5 separate regions of the Mus musculus genome follow, and regions 2, 3, 4 and 5 are each linked to region 1. A link is a contact called in public Hi-C, HiChIP or PLAC-seq and promoter capture Hi-C data. All regions are on one chromosome and are shown on one strand. The core of a region is the stretch at or near the end of the contact, and the rest is flanking DNA. Distances in the headings are between cores, read along the strand shown. Region 1 holds the start of Higd1a (HIG1 domain family, member 1A). Region 2 overlaps Ano10 (anoctamin 10). Region 3 holds the start of Abhd5 (abhydrolase domain containing 5). Region 4 overlaps Snrk (SNF related kinase). Region 5 overlaps Ano10 (anoctamin 10).

The links. Promoter capture Hi-C pulls out the DNA fragments that hold promoters and counts their contacts. A called contact is a pair of places that touch in the nucleus more often than the background predicts. HiChIP or PLAC-seq counts read pairs in DNA pulled down with a chosen protein or histone mark.
Region 2: a contact with region 1 is called in an H3K4me3 HiChIP or PLAC-seq map of the 230-238 cell line, with 3 times the contacts expected there. The contact joins the enhancer-like site here to the promoter of Higd1a in region 1. A contact is called at or near these places in 5 of 39 promoter capture datasets (the 3T3-L1 cell line, the C10 cell line, hippocampal neurons and 2 more), 8 of 115 datasets of contacts at active chromatin or transcription factors (the 230-238 cell line, bone marrow-derived macrophages, embryonic stem cells and 3 more) and 1 of 9 other capture datasets (adipose tissue).
Region 3: a contact with region 1 is called in a Hi-C map of regulatory T cells, with 3 times the contacts expected there. The contact joins the promoter of Abhd5 here to the promoter of Higd1a in region 1. A contact is called at or near these places in 4 of 39 promoter capture datasets (the C10 cell line, hippocampal neurons and liver), 3 of 484 Hi-C or Micro-C datasets (embryonic stem cells, erythroblasts and regulatory T cells), 6 of 115 datasets of contacts at active chromatin or transcription factors (bone marrow-derived macrophages, embryonic stem cells, extraembryonic endoderm stem cells and 2 more) and 3 of 9 other capture datasets (adipose tissue, liver and macrophages).
Region 4: a contact with region 1 is called in a promoter capture Hi-C map of the C10 cell line, with 2.1 times the contacts expected there. The contact joins the enhancer-like site here to the promoter of Higd1a in region 1. A contact is called at or near these places in 2 of 39 promoter capture datasets (the C10 cell line and hippocampal neurons), 1 of 115 datasets of contacts at active chromatin or transcription factors (embryonic stem cells) and 3 of 9 other capture datasets (adipose tissue, liver and pancreatic islet).
Region 5: an H3K4me3 HiChIP or PLAC-seq map of the 230-238 cell line shows a contact between it and region 1, with 5 times the contacts expected there. The contact joins the enhancer-like site here to the promoter of Higd1a in region 1. A contact is called at or near these places in 7 of 39 promoter capture datasets (the 3T3-L1 cell line, the C10 cell line, the HPC-7 cell line and 3 more), 2 of 15 datasets of contacts at CTCF or cohesin (large pre-B cells and pro-B cells), 9 of 484 Hi-C or Micro-C datasets (B cells, the C10 cell line, CD4 T cells and 6 more), 7 of 115 datasets of contacts at active chromatin or transcription factors (the 230-238 cell line, embryonic stem cells, large pre-B cells and 2 more) and 3 of 9 other capture datasets (adipose tissue, embryonic stem cells and liver).

Annotation. Positions count from the first base shown.
Region 1 is chr9:121,856,434-121,861,876 of GRCm38.p6, forward strand. Higd1a (HIG1 domain family, member 1A) reads right to left here and starts at 1,363. Exons shown (of 4, transcript NM_019814.5): 1 at 1,079-1,363. Gm47112 (predicted gene, 47112) reads left to right here and starts at 1,314. Exons shown (of 1, transcript NR_168944.1): 1 at 1,314-2,775.
Region 2 is chr9:122,238,541-122,243,723 of GRCm38.p6, forward strand. All of the region lies in intron 11 of Ano10 (anoctamin 10), which reads right to left. Among named protein-coding and RNA genes, the nearest start is that of Mir8106, 33 kb to the right of the region's middle. Within about 2 kb of position 3,466, at least 53 of the 459 cell types and tissues checked have an H3K27ac peak or open chromatin away from gene starts, as enhancers often do. A contact at or near this core is called in the 230-238 cell line, where this site is marked.
Region 3 is chr9:122,347,938-122,353,593 of GRCm38.p6, forward strand. It overlaps Abhd5 (abhydrolase domain containing 5), which reads left to right and starts at 3,679. Exons shown (of 7, transcript NM_026179.2): 1 at 3,679-3,902. The coding sequence starts at 3,850.
Region 4 is chr9:122,147,328-122,152,403 of GRCm38.p6, forward strand. All of the region lies in intron 4 of Snrk (SNF related kinase), which reads left to right. Among named protein-coding and RNA genes, the nearest start is that of Snrk, 33 kb to the left of the region's middle. Within about 2 kb of position 3,299, at least 27 of the 459 cell types and tissues checked have an H3K27ac peak or open chromatin away from gene starts, as enhancers often do.
Region 5 is chr9:122,178,204-122,183,348 of GRCm38.p6, forward strand. The region is part of intron 12 of Ano10 (anoctamin 10); the gene reads right to left. Among named protein-coding and RNA genes, the nearest start is that of Snrk, 64 kb to the left of the region's middle. Within about 2 kb of position 2,073, at least 24 of the 459 cell types and tissues checked have an H3K27ac peak or open chromatin away from gene starts, as enhancers often do. A contact at or near this core is called in the 230-238 cell line and the HPC-7 cell line, where this site is marked.

The sequences.
Region 1 (5,443 bases), core at 113-2,612:
TCACCCAATGACTGACCTATATCTGTCAGAAAGTAGAACATATTTTTATTTTTAAGTCAGCAATAACCAGATATTCAAACTTAGTTTGCTGAGCACATTATTCTGTAAGGCCAGGCATAACTACTGACACACTTTTCCAAAGGCATGGCAACCTAGAAGAGGTAAATAAGAAAATGGTTGGGCATCAGGTGATATAACAGCTGAAGACTCTTCCCAGCATGTCCCTTTGGTCCTAAGAACTATTACCTAAAATAGTAAATTTTAAATTCTGATTTTGCCTAAGTTACCTGTCAGCTTGTGCAAAATGGCTTCTCTGAGATTGTGATTCAAACGGCCAGGGGCACAACACTAGGATTTGTATCTTAAGAAGCCCTTTCAAGTTATACTGTGCAGAGAAGACCTTCTAGCACATTCCAGGAGCACCGAGAACCTTTTGAACCTGTCAAGAATTTGCATCCAAACTGTCAATTTGCAGGGGGCCTCAGTAGTCCGGGAAGCAGATTCCCGGGTAGGGATCACCCCCTCAAAGAGAGGACTGCTTTCCACCCCAGGAATAAACGAGGGAAGCAGAGAACAGAATCGAGTCACCCGGACGGCTGGCACACCTGAACCTTAGTCGTGCTTTTGTGATCTCTGCACCCCGTTCCCTTGTCAGGGGCATTCGCATTCCGCCACAGCCTTCCCTCCTCCATCCGGTGACACAGGGTCACGTAAGGTCTGCGCAAACCCCGGGTGGCGCCCGGGAAGGCCAGGCCGAGGTGCCCGAGCGCTGCGCCCTGCCTCACCTCCCACCTTCTTGTGACCTTGTCCAGACTCCTAGACCCGTGCGATCGCGCTCCCTCTCCCTCTCCTCCCACTGCTCCCGGGATCCCCGAAGCTGGCACCAGCCCGGTCCCCGTTTGCCATCGTTGCCTCCTCCGCGACTCTCGTTCCCTCGGCCACGATCCGCTCCAGAAGCTCCGGCCTCCTTCCTCCGGCTCCACATGCACTGGCCGACGGGGACCCCAAGTCCTCCGCCCACCCGAGGGACCCCCCGCCCCGCAGCCCTCGCCTCCCGCCCGGCTCCCGCTTCACTCACCGAGACGCGGGGTCCCTTCCAGTCCTGCCGGTTTCTGGCCGCCACCCGAGTGCGAGAACACCGGCTTCGCCTGCTGCGGCCACTGCTCGCCCCAGCCAATCAGAAGCCAGCAGCCGGCGAGGCCGGGCCAGAGACTCCCTTTACGTGCGAGGGGCGGTGGGCGTGGTCACTTGTAGCGCGGCGCCCATTGGCTGGGGGGCCGGCCCGGTTCGTGGCGGCGCGCGCTGTTCGTGTCAGACGTGAGGCCTGGGCGGCAGTGCTGGCGCGGTGCCGCCTGGCGGCCGCTGCCTCCCAACCCCAATTGCCTCGAGGTTCTCGCGACCGGTTCGCTGGGCTCCGCGAACGCCACGCACGCAGGCTAGACCGGCTTAGGTGAGCCGAGCGGCCCGCCCGAGCGGGAGCATGCGCCGTCGGGGCGCCTTTGGGTCCCTCCCCGGAGCTGGTGGTGGCCGGAGAGCAGTGACCTCACACATGCCTGGGGAGGAGTCTGATGGGGCAGGCAGCTTCCGGGGCGGGGCTTCGTGTGGGCTCCGGGGATGGCAGACACCGACAGCCCCACTATGGGACGTGTCTGTCCAAGACTCTCAGCGTAGCAGAACATGGCGGCCTCTGAGAGAGGTAGGCTACTGGTAGGTACTCAACTTTGAGTGACTTCAGGGAGAGGAACAATTGTCTCCTCACCCCGAATAGAGCACCAACCACGGACAAGAGAAAGGATTCCGTCTTGTCTACCCTGCCCACCCCTTGCCCCGCCAGAGGCAGCTCTGCAGAGGGCTTCTTCCCCCTTTGTGCACCGATTATATAAACTGGCAAGAGGAACCACAGTGAATCGGCTAACTTTCTAACTTCCCCATACCTCAATGTTTCTTTTCTTTGTAAACTAATTTTATTACATTTACTTGTGTGAACATTTGCTGAGGTCAGAGGACAACCTTCACCAGTCACCTCCTAATGTCTGGACCCTGGGGCTAGAACTCTGATTGTGGGATTTGGTGGCCTTTACCCAGTGAACCATCTTGTTGGGCCCTCAATACGTTTCTTGAATTTCCTGAAGGCTGGTGTAGTCTTATGAGCCACCTTCCAATAACTACATAACAGGTGTCATGACTGAATATTAAAATTTTGTATTACCATTTTATTTATTGTGGGGAGGGGCACATGTGCTATGGCAAATGTGTGGAGAGCAGAGGACAACATGAAGGGACCTGTTGTTTCCTTTGCCCACAGGTTCCAAGGATCAAACACAGGTTAAAAATTATTTGAGTTAAGTCATATGTAGGAAACATTCCATGTTATACATGATAAAACTCTATGCCTGTGGCTGGAGAGTTGTCCCAGTGATTTAAAGGCACTTGTTACTCTTCTTACAAGAGGATCCAGGTTCAGTTCCTGACACTCAACGTGAGGCTCCCAACCATCCCAACTCAGTGGAACTCAAACCCTCTTTTGACTGCTTCAGGCACCAGGCATGTATATATGATGCACATACATGTATACATGCAGGCAAGATACACATATTTTTAAAATAAAACTTTTATGGTGGTGCACACCTTTAATCCTAGTATTTAGGAGGGAGGCAGGTGGATCTCAGAGTTCAAGTCCTTCCTTGTCTACAGTACAAGTTCCAGGACAGCCAGGACTACACAGAGAAGCCCTGGTTCAAAGAACAAAAATGAAATAAAGCTTTCCATACCTTGGATATGTGGCAGCTTTGTGTCTTTGAAAGTATGTTCTTTGTATGGGTGTGCTAAACACAGCTTTGCTGAGCAGGAGTCAGTGGTGGTAAACGAAGAAAGACCTGACTAGAGAAAGCATGTTCCATAGGAGATCGGCAGTGCCCTGCTCTGAGTTTCTGCTGAGGCTGACTGAGCCTTGCCTGGAGTAACTGTTTTCTACACCAACACTTTGTTCAATTTCTAAAATCTCTTGCTAAGGCAGGATGCTTACCTGGGTAAGTAGATAACCACCAGATGTTGGACATACAGCTTATCACAAAGAACATTCAACTGTGCTGCACAGACCACAAGACATGGATGTATATACACCAATGAAAAAGCACCGTCTTATGAAGTCATCAGATTAAATCAGAACACTTGGACATACCAAAACCATATCAGAGAAACCAGGCCCACAAGCTTAGCAAACACACTAGACCAAAGAATGATGGAACTTCCTCACCTGAGTCATAGGACAAGAGGTAGTGCTGGGCGTAGTGACACTTACAGCCCCAGAACTTGGTAGTCTGAAGAGAATTGCAAGTTTGAAGCCAGCAAGACTGTGTGGTAAAACTAAAACAGGAGGACCTTGCTCTGGCATCTGACCTGTCATTGAGTCACTCTACGTTTTCCACTGTATGGATTCCTGATTCTGTTCCAGGAACTTCATCTGAGTACACCACCCTGCCTGATTTGCCCACTAGAACTATATAGGTGTCTAGAATGCTGTACCTTAAACCAGCTGTGCACCTAGGCAGCCTAGTGCTCTGAATAGCTTATTGATGATTCCTTGATGCCTAGCCGTCAGTAGTGATACTACACGAGTGCTAACTCTCTGCCTTACCCTGTAATAGGGCCTCTGAAACCCAGGATGGTCACAGCCTTTTCTTAGTAGTTCTAGGATCGGTATAATTTTGTGTGGCATGAAACGTGGAATCTGAGAGTAAGTAACTAAGATTGGAATGGAGGGCTGTGAGAGATGACTCAGTGGTTAGGGGCACTGGCTGTTCTTCCAGAGGACCAGGGTTCAAATCCTAGAATGCACGTGGCAGCTCACAACTGTTTGTAACTCTACTTCTAGAGGATCCCACACACTCACACAGACATACATGCAGGCAAACACCAGTGCACATTAAATAAAAATGAAAAGAATTAGAATGGAATAAAAGGAATTGACTGGTGGTCATGTTCCCAAATGAAATCAAGACTACTTGGTGCTTGAAGCTTATGAAATGGACATAGCTATGGCTTTATTATTATTCAATAAACTCTTGACATTATGGAAAGATATAAATGTGATTGATTATGGTATAACTTGCTTATAATATTAAAATTATCTTCATTAACCAATAATGAAGATAAACCTAAAATCATTCATCCTTTGATCCTATAAATATAAAGGTCAACACTAACAATGACCAAAGCATATTCATTTTGACAAGGAATTTGTACACTTCAGAGTACTTTAGCTAACTTGTCAGTTTCCAGAAAATGAAATATAGGCTCCTTTGGATCTGAGTGGAAGTCCCAAGTTAACACATACAAACAGTGACCCTGGACTTCTAAAAGATACCACTATTTAAAAAAACAAAACAAAACAAAACAAAACAAAAAAAACCCAGGATCTCATTGAATAACTTAGGCTGGCCTCAAACTTGCAATATTCTTGCCCCAGCCTCATTCTTGTTGGGATTCAAATGGGTCCTCCCCACGCCTGAGAAGTGACTTGCCTTTTCTGTTTATGAACTATGAGTACCAGTTGTGAATGAGGACCTCATACCTGGCATGAAAAGTGGAGATTTTGTGTGACAAGGCAGACCTCCTCCTTGGAGCCTCTGTAGAAAGTACATGTACCTATTAAACCAATTACTTACAGAAACAGGGCTGGTGTATTACCTAGGAAGTCAGGGCCAGTGAAAGGCTCAGCTCGCTGTCAAGCTGAGTGACCTGAGTTGGGACCCACATGGTGGATCAGCTCCTGGAAGTTGTTCTGTGTCTTCCACATGTATGTTGAGGCATGTGTCTTAGTCAGGGTTTCTATTCCTGCACAAACATCATGACCAAGAAGCAAGTTGGGGAGGAAAGGGTTTATTCGGCTTACACTTCCATACTGCTGTTCATCACCAAGGAAGTCAGGACTGGAACTCATGCAGGTCAGGAAGCAGGAGCTGATGCAGAGGCCATGGAGGGATGTTCTTTACTGGCTTGCCTCACCTGGCTTGCTCAGCCTGCTTTCTTATAGAACCAAGACTACCAGCCCTGAGATGGTCCCACCCACAAGGGGCCCTTCCCCCTTGATCACTAATTGAGAAAATGCCTTACAGTTGGATCTCATGGAGGCATTTCCTCAACTGAAGCTCCTTTCTCTGTGATAACTCCAGCTGTGTCAAGCTGACACAAAACTAGCCAGTACAGGCATGTAATATCTCCTCCTGTCTTAGGGTTTTACTGCTGTGAACAGACAACAGGCTACTCTTATGAGGCCAACATTTAATTGGGGCTGGCTTACAGGTTCAGAAGTTTAGTCTATTATCATTAAGGCAGAAACATGGTAACATCCAGGCAGGAATGATATAGGAGGAGCTGAGAGTTCTCCATCCTCATCTGAAGGCTGCCAGCAGAATACTGACGTCCAGGCAGCTAGGATGAG
Region 2 (5,183 bases), core at 2,216-4,715, 380 kb after region 1:
GTACACCATTGCTCTCTTCAGACACACCAGAAGAGGGCATCAGAGCCCATTGCAGATGGTTGTGAGCCACCATGTGGTTGCTGGGAGTTGAACTCAGGACCCCTGGAAGAGCAGTCAGTGCTCTTAACCACTGAGCCATCTCTCCAGCCTGAACAAGCTGTTTCAACTTACTTTCTTTTTCTCTGAGACAGGTACTCACTGTGCAGCCCAGGCTGACCTGGAGCTATCTAGACTGAGCTAGCCTTTCTCTCACAAGACTCAGCCTCAGCTTCCTGTCTCCTGGGATCAGCAGTAGTGTGCAAGCTGCCAGGCCTGGTCTTAACTTCTTTAAATTCCAAGTCATGGTTTATTTTATTCCAAGAATACAGCAAGACACCCATCATCTTAATATTAGTTTATAGGTTAGCATAGCCTAAAATGTTGCTTAATGATAATGAAGGTGAGACGGGCCTTTCGTGGCTTAGATACACTTATCTTTTGATGTGCATGCTAAAAGCTTCATCTTACATTAATATTTTTTAAAAAGATTTATTTATTAATTATATGTAAGTACATTGTAACTGCCTTCAGACACTCCAGAAGAAGGCGTCAGATTTCATTATGGATGGTTGTGAGCCACCATGTGGTTGCTGGGATTTGAACTCAGGATCTCTGGATGAGCAGTCAGTGCTCTTAACCACTGAGCCATCTCTTCAGCCCTTACATTAATATTTTAAAATAAGAAATGAAAGTTACTGTATATCTCTGCTTTCTAATTTGTATAAATATATATAGCAGGTCTCAAAAATAAAAATATAACGTGTGATCTCACAATTTTGTCGTTTCCATGGTAATTCAAACATAATGAAGGAGTCGACAGCTGTCCAAGTCTGGTGATGTTTCACCCAGTAAACAGAAATGTTCCCAAGAGTCACCATGAATGTGGCCCTGTCCATACCCTGTCAATTCGTTGCCAGCCCCAAGACACCTGTGCCTTGGCAACAAGGACAAGAATGGCATCACGATCAGGAGAGGTCAGAGTGCCAGAGCTGCACCCAGTTTCAGCACAGATCAGCAGACCCTAGAGGGAAAAAACTCAGCTGCCTCTCCTTGCCCTCATTCTAACACAGCATTTAAACTTCAACTTCTACCCAGGAGTTAGAAAACTCAGCAACCATCACTGCCTTGCCATTCTCACTGAGTATAGGTGAGAAGACAGGTGCTGTGCACCAGGAGACAGAGTAGACGGAAGGAAAGACCGATTCCTGAGCAATCTCTGAGCCAGTGGGACGGCCGGGAACAGTGGAGCTCCTGTGAGCTCATCCACGCTCCACACTCTATGTGCTGTGTCCTGCGTGCCTCCATTCCACTGGATATGTACTCTCTGCACTCTGCCTACATGGCCTGTGGCAAGGTCAGGGCCAGAGCCCAAAGCAGCTCAATATGCCTTTGCTCATTCCCAGGCCAAGTTATCATCAAAGGCCTGAGAAGAACAGAGCAAGATGGAGGGCTATGACAGCAACTGTCGCGTTGCAGCTGGCTAGTTCATATAAGAAAAGAATATCTCAATTATCGAAGGAAATAAAGAAGGGAGCTTGGGCAAGGGGGGAGGTAAGTCCAGCAGGGAGGGAGTGTGGGTGGGGCTAAAAGCTGGAAAGACAGGCAGATCAAAGAATCACCACCCTCTGCCTGCGGGTCAGAGTGTAGGTCCACGGCCTAGTTACTTCATCTTGAAGCTTAAAGTTTCAAAAGCTCAGGCCAGGCAGGGGTGGTGGCGAACGCCTTTAATCCCAGCACTTGGGAGGCAGAGGCAGGCGGATCTCTGAGTTAGAGGCCAGTCTGGTCTACAAAGTGAGTTCCAGGACAGCCAGGGCTACAGAGAAACCCTGTCTCAAAAAAAAAAAAAAAAAGTTCCAAGAGCTCATTAATGCAACACTTGCTGAGTTGTACTGAGAAACAACAACAAAAACAAAAAACAAAAAATAAAACAAAACAAAACCCAACATGATTCTCCACCCAAAGCTGCTAGTCTTCGGACAGTTCTAAAGGGTTTGTTCTTATTTTTTAACCTAATAAATCCACAAGTAGATGTTCCCCTGGCTCTGGCCTCAGCCCATTCCCAGTGCTGGTGAAAGCAAGGCAGAATGTCTGTTGTTATCCACAGGCAGTTTTCAGTTTTCCAATCTTGTCAAACTGTCGGTGCCACTGGCCCAGGCTTGAGACAGCAGCTATGCTAATCACCTTCCTCAGCCTGTCAATTTCATGGTACAAGAACTTCTTAGAAAAGGTCAGATCTGCTTTGTGCAACACCATAGGCTGTACATTCTAAAGCTTAATAGCATCAGGTCAGCTGACATATGCATTCCTTTACATCAACACCCCTGAGACTGCCAGTGAAACTCTCATCTCTACTAGACAATCAAGTATGAAGCAAATGCGCTGCAGCCTGCTTGGCGACCACTGTGATTAGCTGTGCTTGCTATCTGCACTTTACCCACAGATGCACTGACAGGGAGCCGGGCTTACGGGCTGTGCAGCAGGGACTCCGTGGCTGGTACACTAATGCATGCATGACCTTGAGCCTTCTGAATTCTGAGTCATATGACTGCATTACTATTCAAAGATGACACACGTGGATTAACGGAAAGCACACTCCTCCCTGGAAATGCCTCTCTAGTTTCCATATGCTTTTGACTAACATCAAAATGAAATGGTGTCAAAAGACAGATACCAATAAAGCTTCCTACTGGTAACCACATGAAAATACAGAGGCTGGAGCTGGCTCAGTGGGTAAAGTATCCACTGTGCAAGTGTGGGGATGTGAGTTCAAATCCCCACAGCACTCCTAAGGACAGATGTGGGAGCACACACGTGTAATCCCCGAATCCTATCAGCAGAGACAGGTCAGCTAGTGATCGGATCAGCAAACCTGGGTGGGGTATACAGCAGCAAACAAGAGTGTCTCAAATGAGGTGGAAGGTGAGGAGTGTCACTTGTGACTGTCTGACAGCCACACATGTGCTATGCCATGCATGTGCCTCACACACATGCATGTGCACTCTCACACCGATTCCCCTGGAGGAGCACAGTTTCTCTAAAAACCTTGACTAAGATGTGTGCAATACAGGAGAGCTGAGGAGGAATGCCTAGGATCTGTCCTTCCTCTCAGGATAAAATGACCAACTAACACCTCCTGTTATTCTCACTTGTGAATTTGTACACATGCTTGAGTGCTTCTGTGTGTGTGTGTGTGTGTGTGTGTGTGTGTAGTGTATGTAAGTATGTGTGTGAGTGTGAGTGTGAGACAGAGAGACAGAGAGGCAGAGAGGCAGAGGACAGAAGCACTGAAAGAGGAGGCACCCACTTTGGGCAGGATGAATATTCCAGCAGTCTCAGGGGAACTTTAACACATGGGGATGTGAGCACTCTGTCACACATCTTACTGAGCACGCACTCAGCGTGGGGTGGCACCTGGCTGCTCTTTCTTTCAGTTCCCTTTCTATGGCTGGTTAGCACTGAACCTCCACAAAACTACTCTCCCTGCTCCCATCTCACCCTGACTGTGAAACCCCTTCAGCAAGTTCCTCGCACCGGTAGCCACATCATAGACTTCATTATCAGCACAGATGGTACCAATTAGCTTCTGCGTGAGGCTTTGATATGGAAAGAGCAAGGGAAGCCTGTGTGGTCACCCAGGCATGAGTGCCCGTGGCTTAAGGACAGCAGTGTCTGTATCTTTTGCAGCTCATCATCCACCTGCGCCCGATCTGTCAGAGGCAGTCTTGACTTTGAGGCTCAGCTTGAGCCCAACTTACAACACACACACACACACACACACACACATACACACACGCAAGTATGTTATACTCACACAAAGGCGCACACACCTTCAGTTGAAACATTCATTTTTTTTTCTTTTACCCAATATATGTAAAACGAAAAACTCAGACCCTTTGCCCCTCTTGGCACTTAACAATGTTAGAAAGCTGTAATTCATCTTTACAACTCTGAATGTATGCCCGTCCCTGGGAAAGTGTTTATTAGCCAGGGACAGATACAGGCAGCTGCATTTTACACATAATGCCAGTCTACTAACTTCTGGTCCTGTCTGCATCATGGCACCTTGGGGTCCACAAAAGAAGCCAAAGCCCCTCTGAAGCTACTGAGCAATCGATCTGCTGAAGGGACAGAGTGACAGAGTGACAGAGTGACAGAGTGACAGAGGCTCAGCAAAGAAAGCAAATCCAACATGGTGATGTAACAGAAACATGAGCCGCTGAGGCAGTGCCTGACCAGACCCCAACCAACATCTTAAACACTGAAAGAACATTTAAACCAAGGTAAAAAACTCAAAAAAATGAGCCCTGCAATGGTCACTCTGAAGTGCCGCCACCTCCTGAAGAGGGACGAATGGTTGTCTCCTCTCCTCTAGAACAGACCCTCAGCCAGGGTTGTGATGAGATCTGGTTGCACGAGGGCAGAGGCTGAACAGGAAATCGCTGTTCTGCAGAGCATTCCTGTATCACTGGTTACTCCAGCTGCTCTGCAGCGCTGCAGGAACACATGGGTGGCAGGTGCCAAGAGCTGGGACCATAGTCGGAGCTGCCAAAGAATTCGGCAAAGGGAAGCAGACAGACCTGGGGAGCTGTGGAAGGTGGGAGATATCCTTATGTAAACAAGGAAGCTCAGCAGGAGCTGCAGGTTCTCCTGTTGCTGAGAGCAAGAGCACAAGGAAAGAGGGAGGGGGGAGGGAGGAAGAGGGGAAGGGAGGGAGGAAGGGAGAGAGGAAGAGGGGGAAAGGGAGAAAGGGAGGGAGGGAGGGAGAAAGGGGAAGGGAAGGAGAGGAGGGAAGGGAAGGGAGGGAAGAAGGGAGGGAGGGGGAGAAAGAACTGCCCAGAACAGGCTGAGAAGAGGCAGTGACTGGTGAGCGTCCTCAGAGCTAGACCACCATGCTCTCCACAGTGTATGATTCCTTGAGGGTCCACCCTGCTCTCCTGCTTCACAGCAGGACTCAGACACTCTGGGCTGTGAGCTTCCCAGTGCTTACATTCTTACCCCACCTTAGTATATTTTCTGAAACCATGCTACTGTGAATAAAAAAATATCACTTCCAAAGTGAGGGGCTTGCCTTTGCCTATATTTTAGGGCAAGAAATATGTTAACCACCATAATACCTTAAAAATGCAAAATAATCTAAAAAATTG
Region 3 (5,656 bases), core at 2,429-4,928, 490 kb after region 1:
ACTTTGGGAGTTGGAACCTGAAGGAGATGGGTCCTTTGAGAGGTGAAGCCTAGTAGAAGGAAGACAGGTTGCTGGGGCATATCCTTCATCTGTGCCCCACCCCCATCCCTTATCTCTGCTTCCCTGAAGGCATGAAGCAAGCATATCTTCTCCACCATAAGCTCCCACCATGATGTACTAAGACACCACAAGTTTATAGCGGCCTGACTGGAGCCATAATATTTCCTCTCTGAGGCTGAATAATACAAACAAAATCCTCAGTACAAATGTCTTATCTCATACAAAAAAACATTAACTTTTTGGTTTGTAGGTTACTTAAAGACTAGTAGGTTGTTTAAAGACTTACATACTGGCCCACACTGTAGTTGTCTGGGAGTGCCCTCAAGGTACTGGTTACAAGGGATGGAGTTTTAGTGTCATTTAGGAAGATACAGTCCAAGGGCTCACAAATGGCATGGAAGTCAGAATGGAACTGCAGGGTTGAAGCATTGCTGCTTGGACTCAAGGCTTTATAGACAAGTTTAATCAAGAAAAGCATTATCAGTGTGATGGTTTGTATATGCTTGGCCTAAGGAGTGGTACTACTAGGAGGTGTAGGCATGTTGGTGTAGGTGTGGCCTTTTTGGAATAGGTATGTCACTGTGGGAGTGGGCTTTAAGACCCTCATTCTAGCTGTCTGGAAGTCAGTATTCTGCTAGCAGCCTTCAGATGAAGATGCAGAACTCTCAGCTCCTCCTGCACCATGCCTGCCTGGATGCTGCCATGTTCCCACCTTGATGATAAGGGATTGAACCTCTGAACCTGTAAGCCAGCCCCAATTATAACCTGTCCTTACAAGAGTTGCCTTGGTCATGGTCTCTGTTCACAACAGTAAAACCCTAACTAAGACAATTAGCATCAAGGTGAAGCCAAATTGAGTGTCCCCGGACTTAGGGAAGGTCATCAAATTCCATATCCCTGCACACAGCTCCATCAGTTTCCACACAGAACCAGCTTTAGATTAATGGTGTGCTTTTTGTTTGTTTTCAGTGCTCAGTAGCCACACACTAGAGCAAGCCTAGGGTCCATGAAGACTTCCAAGGGTACATTCTTGCCAGCCCAACTTCTTGAAAGTGCCACAGGAGTTGGAGACTTTGGAGTATTGTTACTGAATTCAACACCACTGGCCTGTAACTGTGTGGGCAGTAGAGGCCCCCACAGCTAGCTGGCCTAAACAGTAGAGGGTTCCTAGGCTGGATATAACCTTTAAGGTGGAGATGGTCAGTTTCTGAAGACACATTGCAAGCTGCTGGCAACAACTGAGAGCTTCTATAAAACTATTTATAGGTTTCCATCTTCCTACAATATCAGACACAGTGAGAAATATTACTTATAAGAGGATATTGGTCACTTCCCTCTCCTTTAAACCACAGACAATACCACAGCCCTGAAATACTCTTGCTGTCATTGGAAGGGTATTTGGTAATATCCGTTGAAAAAGGGGTAAGCGTGGGCCAGCAAGATGGCTCAATGGGGAAAGGTGCCTGCTGTTAGGCCTGGCAACCTGAGAACCAATTCCAGCAAAGCATTCTCTGGCATCTATGTACTAACCACAGCATGTGCATGCCACACCCAAACACATGCTCATAAAATCAGTGTGATAATCTCTAAGAAACTGTTGCCATTGTAGAAAGTTAAGAACTATAGGGAGTGGGGCTCGGGGGCCGGGGGGAGAGATCACAGTGAGAGAGGAGTGGAGGAGCATCAGAAGTTTAAATGTGTCCCCAACGTTCTCATACTGGAAGCGCAACCCATGTAGTGGTATTGAAAGGTGAGGCCTAAGGGCAGCATCTGAGCCACAGAGGTGCTACTTTCACGGATCAATTAATGCCTTCATCTCGGGAGTCAGTTCTGGGGGAGGGGGTTTCTTATAAAAAGAAGGGTTAGGCCCCTTTCTTGCTCTCTTTGCCCTCTGCCATGAGATGAAGCAGCAAGGCCCTCTTTGTATACCACAGACGCCTTCCTCACAGTCTCCAGCACTGTGAGGGATAAAACTTGTTTGTTGTAAATGATTAGTCAAGGTGTTTCTCTACAGCAGCAAATGTGGTCTAAAATGGAGAGTGATGCATGGGGTCTTAAATACAGGGAAGAATATTAGTGTAGGCTTCAGGAAGGACTCTGGCCTTCCTGAGGAGCTGATGACTGGAGAGAGGTAATCCTAAAGTAACGAAGGGAATACAAACGATATTTACATTATCCATTTGCCTTCAAAAAAATCAAGAGGGTGGTGGGAGCCTCTGTTTCTGTTCAAACCCACATCCACACACCTGCTCTTGGTTAGATCTCTGGGAAAGGGGGAATGCCACATATTTTGGCCTTATTAGAATTATTTGAGACTCAGTTAGCTTACATCAGGCTCCTGAGTAGTTCCGGGCATCAGTACCACCCAGGTGTGGCTGAACTAAGAGAACCTATTACATATTCTCAGAATTTCATTTTTTGGAGTGTGGGGTAGAGGGCAGGATGGGAATTGAACCTAGGAACTAATGCATAGATGGCCCCTGCACAACACAGCTCCAGCTGTAGGCAGCTTGTCACAAGCACAAAGAGCTAGGCTAGTTCATACACTTTCTCCTGACCGGAGGAACCTGCCCCCAGCCAAGGGAAACATCCCTTATGCAACACCAGGATGCCTCTATTTGTTTAATCACAGTGAGTGCCATAGTTCTGAATTCTATTTTTAAAGCGCAGTCTTGGACTTACTTGCTAGCTGCTGACTTTCATTTGCCTGTACTGAGCTTTACTCTTTATCACTTTCACGCATTTGCTCACGTCCCTTAACCAGGAAAAAAATTATTAAAATAATCCCACTCGAGGGTGTGCCTCCTTGCCTGTATGTGCACCATATACATTAAGGTGCTCTGAGGCCAGAAGAGGGTGTTGCTCCCCTGGAACTGGAATTACAAGCAGTTGTGGGGCTCCACATGGATGCTGGAAACAAACCCATTCTCTTCTATAGGACAGTATGCACTCTTAACCACTGAGCCATCCCTCGAGCCCTCTCCCCTTTAAATTTATTTATTTTAAAGACAGGGTCTCACTGTGTAGCTCTGGCTGGCTAATCAGGCTAATCCAACTCACAGAAATGTGTTTGCCTCTGACTCCCAAGTGTTTTTGAAGGGTGTGGACCACCATATCGAGCTCATGAGAATATTTTTATGAGCCCTCAGCCCTCTATCATTTTAGAATGGATTCTAGGAAGTGCTCTCCCTCTCTCCCTCCCTCGCCCCTCTCTTCTGTGGTCTGTGGGGATGATGATGGTGGTGGTGGTGATGGTGGTGGTGTGTGTGTAATTCTAGTACCCACACATAAGCTCTCAGCCTTCCGGAGTCTAGAGTCTGGCAGGGTGGAGTGCAAGTTCCTAGAGGCCACCACCTGAAAGTAAGGGCTGGAGGGTCCAGCACCACAGGATGCGCACTTCTGCCACTCAGGCTATTTCTGGCTGGGGTCTCACTCCAGGCTACCTACGGCTTGCCTAGCGCCCCGTCCAGGGCAGTCCACACGGGCGGAATGACGCATTAATGGTCATTATTCCGACGGATGACTACCTAGGCTCCCGCGGCGTCGGGCTGACCTTCCTTACCAGTGCCCCCGCCTCCGCGCGACAGGCGGGCAGCGCATGCGTGTCTGCGAGGCCGGGCCGCTGGGACGCCGAGCCTGCGGTGGCGCGGCCGCGCCCTCGGATCGTCCCAGCGGGCGGACGACGCATGCGCGGGCGGTGCGGTCTTAAGGGCGGCCGCGGCCCGGGGCCGCCCAGTCGGCCTGTCAGCCGGCTTCGAGGTGTGTCCCTGCGCTTGCGCGGCGGCGGTGATGAAAGCGATGGCGGCGGAGGAGGAGGTGGACTCGGCAGACGCCGGTGGAGGGTGAGGATCACCCGGGAAGGGGGGGACGACGTGGGTCTCGTGCGCTCTGGCGACCCCGGGCGGCCAGCCGAGGGAAGGCGCGGGCGCCCGCTCTCTCGACCCGTCGGGGCAGACAGGCCCGGTCAGGGCCGCGGGGCTGCGGGGAGGGAAAGCGGCTGCTGTTGACGGCCGTCCCGGTGATCCCGAGCGCGGCGGAGCTCAGAACTCCGCGCCGGGAGCCGTGCGTCGCCAGGGTGGGAGAAGGCGTCGGACTCGGAGCCTCGCGGGACAGCCGATCGCCGCCGGTGCGCCTGGGGCGCTTGCGTCCCACCTCCCGCTGCCCCGTGCGTGCGCTCCCGTGACCCGGCGGTCTGGCTTCACTAGCCCTGGCAAACTTTGTGAAAGTTGAAGGGCAGATGCCTAACAGGAAGGAAGCCCTTAAGTTGTTGTTGTTGTTGTTTTGTTTTTTTTGGAAACCGGAGTCACTCTATGTAGCCCTTGCTGGCCTGGAAATCTGTAGACCAGGGTAGCTTTTCAACTCTGCAGAGACCCAATCCTTTTGCCTCAGCCGTCCAGTGCTGAGATCACATGTGTGAACCACCACACCCAACTTCTTCATAGACATAGTAAGTTATTCTTTTTTGTTTTTGATATGTCATGCCCTTGTGAGTAGAACAATGCTTGGTGGAAAAATTAAATTACTATGAAAGTTATTTCACTGATTCTCAAAAGGCTACTTGTTTTATATGGACGGGACTATACATCTCCTTTATAAATTATTTTGACAGTTGTACTTCAGCTATTTGGAGACATTTGTATGGGAAAGATAACCATAGGGTAAATAGATTATGGTAATGTGAAAGTAAGTATTTTGGAAAGATGTTAGGGGAGGAATATTTTTGAAATGCTAGAAACTACACTCTTCAAGTTTTGTTTAAGTGATAATTAACAAGTGGAGCCACTGTTTTGGTCTGTTGTTGAACTTCCTAGTTATATTGACATGAAATACAGAGTGTCATGTGGTACAACTAGGACCTGGTAGCTTGGGTTTCTATTAAATTTGTCAGGACATTTTTCTGGCTCTGAGAATTCTAACTTGTGGGCCCTTTTGGTCTTGATACTGTGAGGCTCAGGAATCCATAGCACAACGGTGAGAGTGACATGGCTCTGATGATGGCTGGAGGTCACTGAGGGCAAGACTGGTTACAGTCCCTAGTCAGAGGTAGACCTCTCTGGTATTTTTGGCAGGACCCGTGAGCAGTGCTGGATAACCATGCAAACAGAAAGAAGGCTAGGTTCTTGCTGGGTGCTCCCCCAGTGTGGTCATGATAATCCTAGAGTCTCCCCTGTGAGTAGATCTGACCACTCCCATTTTCATTTGGAACCGCCACTACCAAGAAGCAGAGCTAACTGGAACCTGCTCCTTTAGGTGTCTGCATTCAACTTTAAGGCGTTTTCCTCATATTTCTGCTACTTCTCAATGGGATTGGGACTCGTGGGATATTTGCCTGCCGTTTTGAGTTAAGTTCTTCAAGACATTTGGGTTTAGATGATGCCATAATTTGGGTCTGGTCTGAATGTCCTAAGAGACTTCACATGTTGGCATTTAATCCTCATTGAGAAGAACTGAGTAGAACTCCAGTGTGATGATAGTTCCTAGAGGCAAGGCTTTGGGATCAGTCAGTAGAACCAAGCCTTGGTGATTGAACCCTTGTGGTTTTCTGAGAAGAGGAGGAGAATTCAGTGTATGCACAGTGTTCTCAGCTCCCTGTGTC
Region 4 (5,076 bases), core at 2,049-4,548, 290 kb after region 1:
ACGTACATAGATAACACACATACATAGATAGCATACATGCTAACATACATAGATAACATACATTCATAGATAACATTCATACATAGCTTTTCTCAGAAAAAAAAAAGGTGCTGAAGTAATTCAATGGAGAAAAGACAATTTTTCAATATGGTTGCAAGCAGACAGAAAAACCTCATAGCTGCTGTTAAACCTAAGTATCAAGTTTATCAAGTGTGTACTAACCCAACAGATGGAATCACACCACTCACTTTTGTCCTCAGTGGAGACGTTTCTAGTTTGTGTTCAGAGTCAGACTGATTGTAGAAGACTGAGTGGGGGGTTGAAGTATTCAGTTTACTACCTGGAACCAGCTGTGAAGTCACTGTGTCCTGACATAGTATTCTTTAGTGGGTACCCCTTTGAAAGAGCATCCACACTGGATATGTCATGAAAGAGTCCTCATCTTGTGCTGCTGTGTTCACACCCTTGTCTCTCACCCTGTGCTGCTGTGTTCACACCTTTGTCTCTCACCTATGCTGCTGTGTTCACACCCTTGTCTCTGGACGTGTGCTGCTGTGTTCACACCCTTGTCTCCATGGTTTTTACTTTGAAGATGTGAAAGTCTCAGACTTTGAGATCAGCACTACAATAAAATTGAATGGCAGCTAGGGATTTCCTCCTAGAGCTTATAAAAGGGAGGTAGATCAAAAAGATCTAATTTTGTAAAGGTGTGCATTTGTAACTAACTCTTCACCATTGTCTTTAGCAATTCCTTGAGGGGTTGTTTTGATTAGGCAGAAAATGTGAGGGAATCAGTCATTCAGTTGGATGTTGTCTTGGAATATACCTGGGTGGCTCCCCGTGTTTGCTCTGACTTGGTCAGAACATGCAAATCAACCTGACCTGGAGCAAGGAAACGGAATAAATCACAACAGCCACCAACACTGCCTGACTCCTTAGATTCTCTCCACGTGTTAGTATTGAGATCACAGACCCACAAACACATGCATGCACATATACATACATAGCCATATACAGCTCCACACACATGCACATGGATACATACAAAGATGGTCAGTAATCCTAGTTTTAAAAAGAAATGTTTTATGTCAGCTATAGATTTTTGTGGAACATACCTGGGTTTACTGAGTGTTCATAATCTTTGAAGCAATTACTTGTATTGAAAATAGAAGTCATCCACCAGGCAGTGCTGGCGCATGACTCTAATTCCAGCAGTTGGGAGGCCAAGGTTGGCAGATCTCCTAAGTTCAAGGCCAGCCTGCTCTACCGAGGGAGTTTCGGGATAGCTGGAGCTACACAGAGAAACTGTCTTGAAAAAAACAAAAGAAGGGAGGGGTGGAAAGAAAGGAAGGAAAAGATTGAATTTTTATTACTCTCATTATGGAGAGATTGACCTGTGAGTCCCTTGAGGGAACCCCACAGATTGCACCATTACAAGTGAAGGCTCCCTCTCTCCAAGAATACAAGACTATTTTGAGGTCTCCTTCTTTCTCCCTTCATTCTCGTTCCTGTGGCACACACACACACACACACACACACACACACACACACACACACACACACACGCGGAGAGGGAGAGAGGGAGCAAGATGCTCTGTACCCAGAAGCAGTTGATATCACCAAGAAATTACCAGAGAAGTGATAGAAGAAAAATTAGGCTTACGGAAGCGAGATAAGTTGGCTAAGGTGGTTCTTGCCCTGCCATGCATGCATGTTCTTCTCATGAAGCCATGCTAAAGAAGTAGCCTGTGGTTTTGTTTTGTTTCGCTTATCTTGACTATCTTACTTTCTTCATTTATGAAAGCCGTTTCTAGATTGGCACTAGGTTTTTAAAGTGGGATGTGAAGGAATGCTGAGTTAGTGTCTATTGTCTGCCTGGATAGATGTGTGTGTGTGCAAACTCACAGTGTGGCTATGGATGTGTGTATGGGTGTGTGCAAGCTCACAGTGTGGATGTGTGTGTACAAGCTCACAGTGTGGATGTTTGTGTACAAGTTCATAGTGTGGCTGTGGATGTGTGTGTGTGTGTGTGTGTGTGTGTGTGTGCGTGCGTGCAAGCTCACAGTGTGGATGTGTGTGGATGTGCAAGCTCACAGTGTGACTGATAACTCTTTGGGTTCTTGAACTTTTTCCCTATTTTGACTTGAGCAAACAAGTTTGCACAAGGTGGTAAAGAGCTGACTAAAGCAAACTGCAACTGGTGATCACTGATCACCCTCTGCGTTCTGCCTCACAGTTCTTAGAGGCCTCCTCCTCTTGGCTTTGTTTTTTTGTTTGTTTGTTTGTTTTTTTATTTTTTAAGATAGGAATAAGCACTGCCTGCCCTTGCAGTCTGGAGCTGCTATTTGCACAGTGTTTACAGAGAACTGTGCTCTGCATGGTCTCAGGTTCCCGCAGTAGCAGGCTCAGCTGGGTCCAGGGAATGTGGTCTGCGTCCACAGACCTCTGCACAATGGTGAAAAAGTAATGACCACCTACAGCTGTGATTTCCGGGTCCTAGGTCTCTAGGCTGGAGGGTGATGTGAAGGAGCTTGAAAAGAAGATGAGAGTTGTAGGGGAGCGCTTGGAAAGTTAAAGCACACGGTAGAATTGGGTCCTAGACTAGGGAGTCAAAGAACCTGTTGAGTAAATGGGCAGTGCTGTTTCCTAAAATTAGATAAAGTGTAGAAGTGCCATTGATGAGACTGGGCCACAGGTGGGGACAATTTGGGACAAATTTTTTAGCTTAGTTCGGGGGGCATTGATTTTTAGTTGCATGGAACATTTTGATTCTCTCAAGTCTTGCTGGAAAGGAAGTGTGGAGACCTCCATGGTGATCCACTCCTCCTGGCTTTGCTAAGGAAGGACTGCTTCCCCCTGAAACCATGCTTCAAAATAGAGAATAGTGAAACAGAGGGTGCTAGAGACAGCTTGCTGCATGTGTGAGAGGCTCATCTAGCTAGGTTCCTCTACCCTCTTCTGCTTTGCTCTGGGTTTGCCGTTTTGTGCTGCTAGGAATCGAACCCAGGGCTTTGGTCAGACCTGGCAAGCACCCTACCCCTGAGCACAGCCGTGGCCCAGCTTCACTGTTAGCAATCTGTTGAAAGAACCTGGTGGTTCATTTTGTGCTAGCTTTCCTACCCTCAGGACTAACCACAAACCTTGTTTGGAGCAGGAAAGAACCTCTAGTAGCCAGGGCTCCAGGTAATTTTGGATTCGGACCAGTACCTCTTGCTGGGTAAATGGAGTTCAGTGTGGGAAACCACAGGCAGTCAAGTGTCAGACTTACCACACAGGAAACAAGGGGCAGATTTGTGTAGGTTCCCAGGGTCCTCACACTTCTGCGGAGAGTCCCGGGTGTCTTTGCACAGGTCGAGTGTTGGTTGCTAGTAAGTGCCATTTGAATAAAGGTGTGTACAGGAATAGGAGGTGTTGTGTGCAGCGCTGCTTCATCAGCAGTGACTCTAAAGCTTTCTGGTTCTGTTTACTTATTGACTCCTGACTAGTTCTGTTAAAAGAAAGTTTGAGGAAAACTAGTAGAGGTTTCTGTCAGAAACCTCTCATTCTTCCCATTTTATTTCTTTCTCATTTTTATTTTGGATAATTCCTATTAGAAGTTATTTTTTAATTGGCATGTTCTTTTTCCGTCTTGTTTTCATTTTTATCTTTTGATAGCCTTCCTAAGAGGACTTTCTAATATAAACTCTACTACATCAGCCTGAGAATCAGCACCATTCGACTGTATTATGATTGATAATCCTACCATGTGCCAGTGTGGGAAGCTGCTGGACTGATTTGGGAATTGTATTTCTAGTTCTCCTGAGAACTACCAGTGACTCCCATCCTCTATAAAATCAAACTTCAGATTTATCCTCTTCTTCCTGTGTTACCACAAATTGAAAGATATATATATATATATATATTTTTTTTTTACTAAGTAAGCATTTATTTTTCTTTTTTTCTTTTTTTTTTTTTTTTTTTTTTTTTTGTCAACCAAGAGCCTTTATAGTTGGGTCTGAAATCAAAATGTCACTTGAAGTAGTAGCATTACCACGCTTGGGTTTTGGATGCTTTTTGTTTGTTAGCATATCTGCACACAATCTCACTATTGTGTTTTTAAAATGAAGGTAATGTGGTGTTTCTTCTCTGTATCCATGTTTCTCCAGCCTGGCCTGCGATGGTAGCACTACTACCACCTCAGGCTCAGGAGCTTATAGTTGTATTGTATTAAAACTTTTCATGGAAAAATAGAATAGTATTAAGATGAATTTTTATTAAGATAATGTCACCTCCCTCTCCAACTTATGAGAGGTAATTCTGCTTTCACCCTTACTGGCCTTCATATCAGACGTCTGCTCCTGGGGACCTTCATTAGGACCTGAAAGAAGCAACTTAGGTGAGGGAAGATTGTCTTAGGTTATGAGAGGTTAGGTAATGAGCATTTCATTAGATCATAGCAGGGAAGGTATGACCTAGCAATTCTCTGGTGGGAGTGTATGGCAGAGCCGCTCACGGTGGTGGAGGTCAGTAACAGAGTGTAAGCAAGGCCAGGTGTAACCCTCAAAGGCCAGTTCCTGCTCGCTTGCTTTTTCCAGGTTTAACCTAAAGATGCCACAGCCTTCCAAATGGCACCTCAGGCTGAGGATCAGGTGCCCAGAACATTAGCCAGTGGGGAGCAGTCCAGACTTTAGTCTTAACATACTGCTCCTGGTCTCAGAGGCTCATGGCCATCTCTATGTAAAATGTGTTTCATCTCCATAGTCATACCAGTCCCTACACTGTTCTGAGGGTCAACATTCAAAGTCTGTTTGAGACTAATGTCTCTTAGCTGTAACCCTTATGTAACTATTTTCATTATGCAGAGGTACAGAGTGAACACGCCCCTTCTAAAAGGTTGGAATAGGAGAACAGGAAAGACTGGACCAAAGAATGAAACCCAGCAAGCAAATCAACTCTGATCGTTCCATGGCCAGTGGCTAGAGTGTACTCTGACATCATGAGTTCCTTCCTGTGGCCCTGCCATTTGCAACACTCAGGGCTCTGTGCTAGTTTTAAGTCAGCTTGACATAAGTTAAAGTCATCCGAGAGGAGAGAACT
Region 5 (5,145 bases), core at 823-3,322, 320 kb after region 1:
TGGCTGGCTAACCTTTGCCTGCCCTAGAGCAGGTCCGTGAGCAACGGAGCTAAGTGGCCTAGCCAGCTGAGCCAAGGTCACTCCATTGTGACTTTTGCCTCGCTCTATGGATGGTCCTTCAGGACGTTCTCCCTCACTGGAGATTCCTAATTGAGTTGGGTGGTCCTAGCTGAAGGGTATCCCAGGGTTACCGGCTCTCCAGTTTCTCTTCAGCAACTCTGACCTAGAGTCTGGGGAGAGGAGGAGCATAGCCACCCCTTTAAACATCAACTGGGCTCTGGAGACTCTGAAATTAAAACCTGCATAAACATCAGGCAGGAAAAGATAATAGAGCTGACCTTTCCCTATAAAATAGCAGCAGAGTGAAGAGAGAATGGAATTTGTTTTTAAACTTGTGACTCATGCTCCAAATAGTCCTTTAAAAGTGCAGTTGGCTTCCTGTAGCTGGGCCCCTCTTTCCCTGTGGGGAACACAGAAGGAGCCGAGACTGTTCACGCTTCCCCAGACCTGGGATGGTTCTGGTGAATCCTGTGGCCTCAGCTCCTTCGGCCTCCGTCACTCATAGCAGACTCTCCCTAAGCCTACCCTCAGAGCATCAGGACCTTCTGTCAGGAGCATTGGAAACTTGCTTCCTAGACGCAGCTGTTGCCCAGCTTTAAATCTCTCAGCATCCATGCCAACACCTTGACCCCCAACAATCACATTCTGAAGGAATTTGACTGAGCAACCCCAGGTGGCCAGCTCAGTGTCCTTATGAGAGAAGCACGCTGATAGCCTCGTGGCCTCTGTTCCTTTGGAGCAGAGTCCTGTGCTAAGTGGAGCTGGTTATCTGGTGTCCGGGGACCCTGAAGGATGTCTCAAGGTGGTTTGTTTAGTTGAACTGCATCTGGCTCCCTGAGGCTTCCCAGGAGCAGGGGAGCTGGACTGGGATAGAGTGATCCCAGTTCATACTCACTCACCACTCACCTCAGTCCTGGTTTAACTGGTCTGGGGTGTAGCCCAGACAGTGGACTTTTGCAAGCTCCCTAGGTGGTTCTAGCCTGCACTGAGGTAGAAAGCAAAGCCTCTGATGGAGGAGGTAACAGGAAAAGCCAGGGGACCTGCTCTGTCTGCCCTGCCTCCTCTGCCTGCCCTGCCACTACAGCATCCCCATGAATGTTACTTTCTCAGAGATGGGGGAGTGGCTGGTTAAGCCACTGGTTTGAGGGAATGCAGCTAGACATGAAGACAATGAGAGATGTGTCCAGTGCTGCCTGGCTCTCAGGATTCAGTCAGAGCTGTTCTTAAATATGCACCCTGATCAACCATCCCTTACAAGGACCACAGTGCAGTGCATTTCTCTCTTAAAAACATGTGCTAGGAGACTCAGAGCTCCTTGGACACTGTCGGTCCCATGAGGACTTGATGACATATGGGGTGGCCTACTGAGTTTCAGATCTATTGATGTGCTGTGACCAGATCCAGGGCTTTGCCTCTAACAGACAAATGCTCTTCTGCTAAGCTATAGCCCCAACCCAGGCTTCTAAAGTCAGATGCAAAAGGATGGGAAAGTAAGTTAGCAGTTGCTTAGCCACCTGAACTCTCACAAAGAAGGTGCCTAGACGCTGCTGGACGGAGGGGCTCTGATGCCAGAGGCCAAGACTCTGGGAAGCAGAACCTCACAACAGATACGACCTCCAGAGCATGTCAGAGAGCAGAGGTGGAGTGGATTATCCAGATGTGAAAGACAAGGAGAGCATATTTAACCGATTGCTGAAGCTGGTCACCACATTTTGGAACCACCCAGACATGGTGGGCCAAGTCAAGGCCCAGGATGCACTGGGACAGCTACCACTGGGTAGGCTTTGGCTTCCAGCTTCTAAACACAACCCTGCCTTGGAGGCTCCCCTTTCTTAGAGGAGTGGGGTGCAATAAGATGAGCTTGTACATGAAGGCAGAGGACCTTGAGGAGAAAGTGACCTCTTTACAGGCTCTGCACCCCCAAAACAGACATGAGGTTGGAGTGAAGGGGTGGAGCTCTGTGCCTGGCACCTGACTTGCAGGCTGGTCAGACGGCAGCAAGTTCCTCCCAAGAGGCCACTTGGAATCAAAACCACAGCTTGCTTGCAGTGAGTCACGGGCTCATTATGCCAGCCACCAGGCCTGTTACCTTGATGCCTACAGGCCTCAAGTGTGGCTCTGAGAGGTGGCGGGGCAGCTGTCTGGGCTTATCCCTCCTAACCATGTCCCAGTGGCTCCCATGATTCCCTCTGAAAGAGGAGGCTGGTTTACTATTCTACATGAGATTTCACAGACCACTTTGTCCACCTGAGGGAAACAGGAGTGTCCTGATGTTTCTTATGCCACAAACGCACAGTGAGCTTAGGTGACACCAGGATCACCAAATTCTGATGATCTCTGCAGTCACCACAGTGAGAAGCCAGCCATCCTTCCCGATCTTTGTCATTTAATTAAGTAATGGTTTCATCTTAGCTTTTCACACACGGTGCTTTGACCACATTCGTCCCTGCCATTTTACCTCCTTGGACGGCTCCAACAGCACATACTCTCCCCTCCCTAGCAACCCTTAGTAAGTGCCCTTTTGTGGTCAACTTCCATTCAAATGTGTTCAGAGGATTCTACCTGGTCATAAGAGAGGCAAGTGTGTGTGTGGGGGGGGGGGGGCGGGGGGTAGATTGATTTGGGGTGTCTTTGCAATAAGACAAACTGTGTCCTCTGAGTGCACTTTTTGGGAAAGCCTGCTCCCCATTTAATATTTTATGCCTGTGCATAAGATTGGATGCTCATATGACTAAAATCAGATGCATCATGGGGAAGGACATGCTTACTGAGCAAAAGCTTGCATAATACAAGCCTGTCAATCAAAACAAGAGACCCACCCATATACACCCCTTAGCAACCAACTCCTCCTCCTCTCCTGGACCCATAAAAAGAAGCCCTTTTTTAGTTAGGGTTTCATTGCTGTGAAGAGACACCATGACCTCGGCAACTCTTAGAAGGAAAACATGTAATTGGGGCTGACTCACAGTTTCAGAGGTTCAGTCCATTATCATTGTTGTGGGAAGCATGGCAGCGTTCAGGCAGACTTGGTGCTGGAAGAGAAGCTGAGAGTTCTACATCTTGATCCACAGGCACCAAGGAGGGGACTGTCACACTGGGCGAAGCTTGAGCATATAAGACCTCAAAGCCAGCCTCACAGTGACACATTTCCTCTAACAAGGCCACACCTCCTCATAGTGCACTCCCTATGGCCAAGCATTCACACACATGAGTCTACGAGGGCCAAACCTATTCAAACCCCCACAAGCCCCGAACACTAACTAGACTGTGTTGCTCACAGAGCCCACGGCTCTCCTGCAGCTATCGGAGCTGCATTGCTACTGTTCCTCTGGATGCAGTCAGTCTGTCTTCAGGTCTTGAAGATGCTCCCAAGACTCTAAACTGTCTGGTCAAGACAGAAGCCCTCAGTACCTCTCCTATTTTCCTAATTGTTTTTAGAAGCTGGATTCTACTTTCAAGAAAAATGTGCACCTTTCTTTCTGTGTCTGATTGGTTAATATGAGGGTTTTGTTTGTTTGTTAGTTTTTGAGACAGGGTTTCTCTGTACAGTCCTGGCTATCCTGGAACTCACTCTGTAGACCAGGCTGGCCTCGAACTCAGAAATCCGCCTGCCTCTGCCTCCCAAGTGCTGGGAGTGGGGTGAGATGGAGTCTGTCTGACCATTTCCAAAAATGGTCCTGATGCCAAGTTCACTGGCCTCTTCTCACTGGTTTTAAGGATAGAGATGCCTCTGAACTGAAGTCTGACAGCAGCGGCTTCTCTGTTCCAACCCCATGCTTTGTAAAGCTGGAACATTCCAGGACGGCACCTCACTCATGTGAAGACTGCTATCTTGTGTGACGATCTCATGTGCTATCTCATGTGAAGATCTTCTCTTTGACAAAGAGATTACTTTCATACTTTGGATTAAGCCAATGTTGTCATCAAGGCCAGTGTGGTCAAGATTCACCGGACTGCATGGAAAAGTTTCCAGGCAGAAGCCACAGCATCCAGGTCGCTTTTCAGATAGATGAACTGATCCGTCTAATAGCTACTGGACTAAATGCACCTTCAAATAACCTGTCCTTCTCCTAACATTATTTCTATGTTCTGCTGTGGAGCCCAAACCAGCAGACAGAACAGGAGGCAGGCTGGTTGTTACCCAGCATGGGACTCTCCTGGTAAAGATGCAGCTGTTGCCTGCAATGACCTGAAAGCCATCTGAAATGAGGACATGGATGAAGTGCTTCAGGAACACACAGCCAGGTTTTGTGGAATGATTCTGTCACTGAGCAAAGCCCATGGAAGACTCAACTTACATGTCCTTAGGAAATGAAATGAAACTATTTCTTAGAGTCCTTTGGGGTCAGACAGTCGCAGGCCACACAACCAAATTCTGGGTGTCTTTTTTTTTTCCTTTTGAACTAAGTATCCCAGACTAGTATGTGGCAGAACACATGGACGTGTGTACCTTCTTACAGAGCCTCAATTCAAAGGTGTGACAGAAGGGAAGAGAGCCGTGACTGGTGAGCGACTCAAGGAAACATACTTCTCTTCTAAAGGAATGGGCATCAGTACCTGCGTCCTTGGCTCACACAGCCCAGTGGTCCAGTCAGGCAGGAAGTAGTGGCTGATCTCACAGCAAAACATGACCCAGAAGAAAGAAAGGGGACAAAATCTCACCAGTGTGACTCAGACCCCAAGCCTCAGCACCTTGAGAGGACCTCCTTCTAAACAGCCCTCACAGGGTACAAAAGACACATATACAATACACAGGAGCAGGGACTTCTGCCGAAGTCCCTGGAATCTCAGTTTTCAGGGATGGGTCTCATCCTCAGAGAAGTAGGATTCCACAGACACATCGTGATATTTTAACAGGAGCTGTGAGAAACTTACAGTCCCTGAGAATTCTGAGTCCACCCACCACAAACACAGCTGGAATGTACCCCAGCTCCCTCCTGCATCTCCTCTCCCAGTACTCTGTGCCTTCCCCTCTGTCCTCCAGCTGGGGAAACTCAGGGCAGGGCCATATGCAGAACACTTTGGGCCTCTGGATTTTCTCCTGGACCAGCAGCTGCAGCCCAGCTCCAGGGCTCCCTGAGTTCT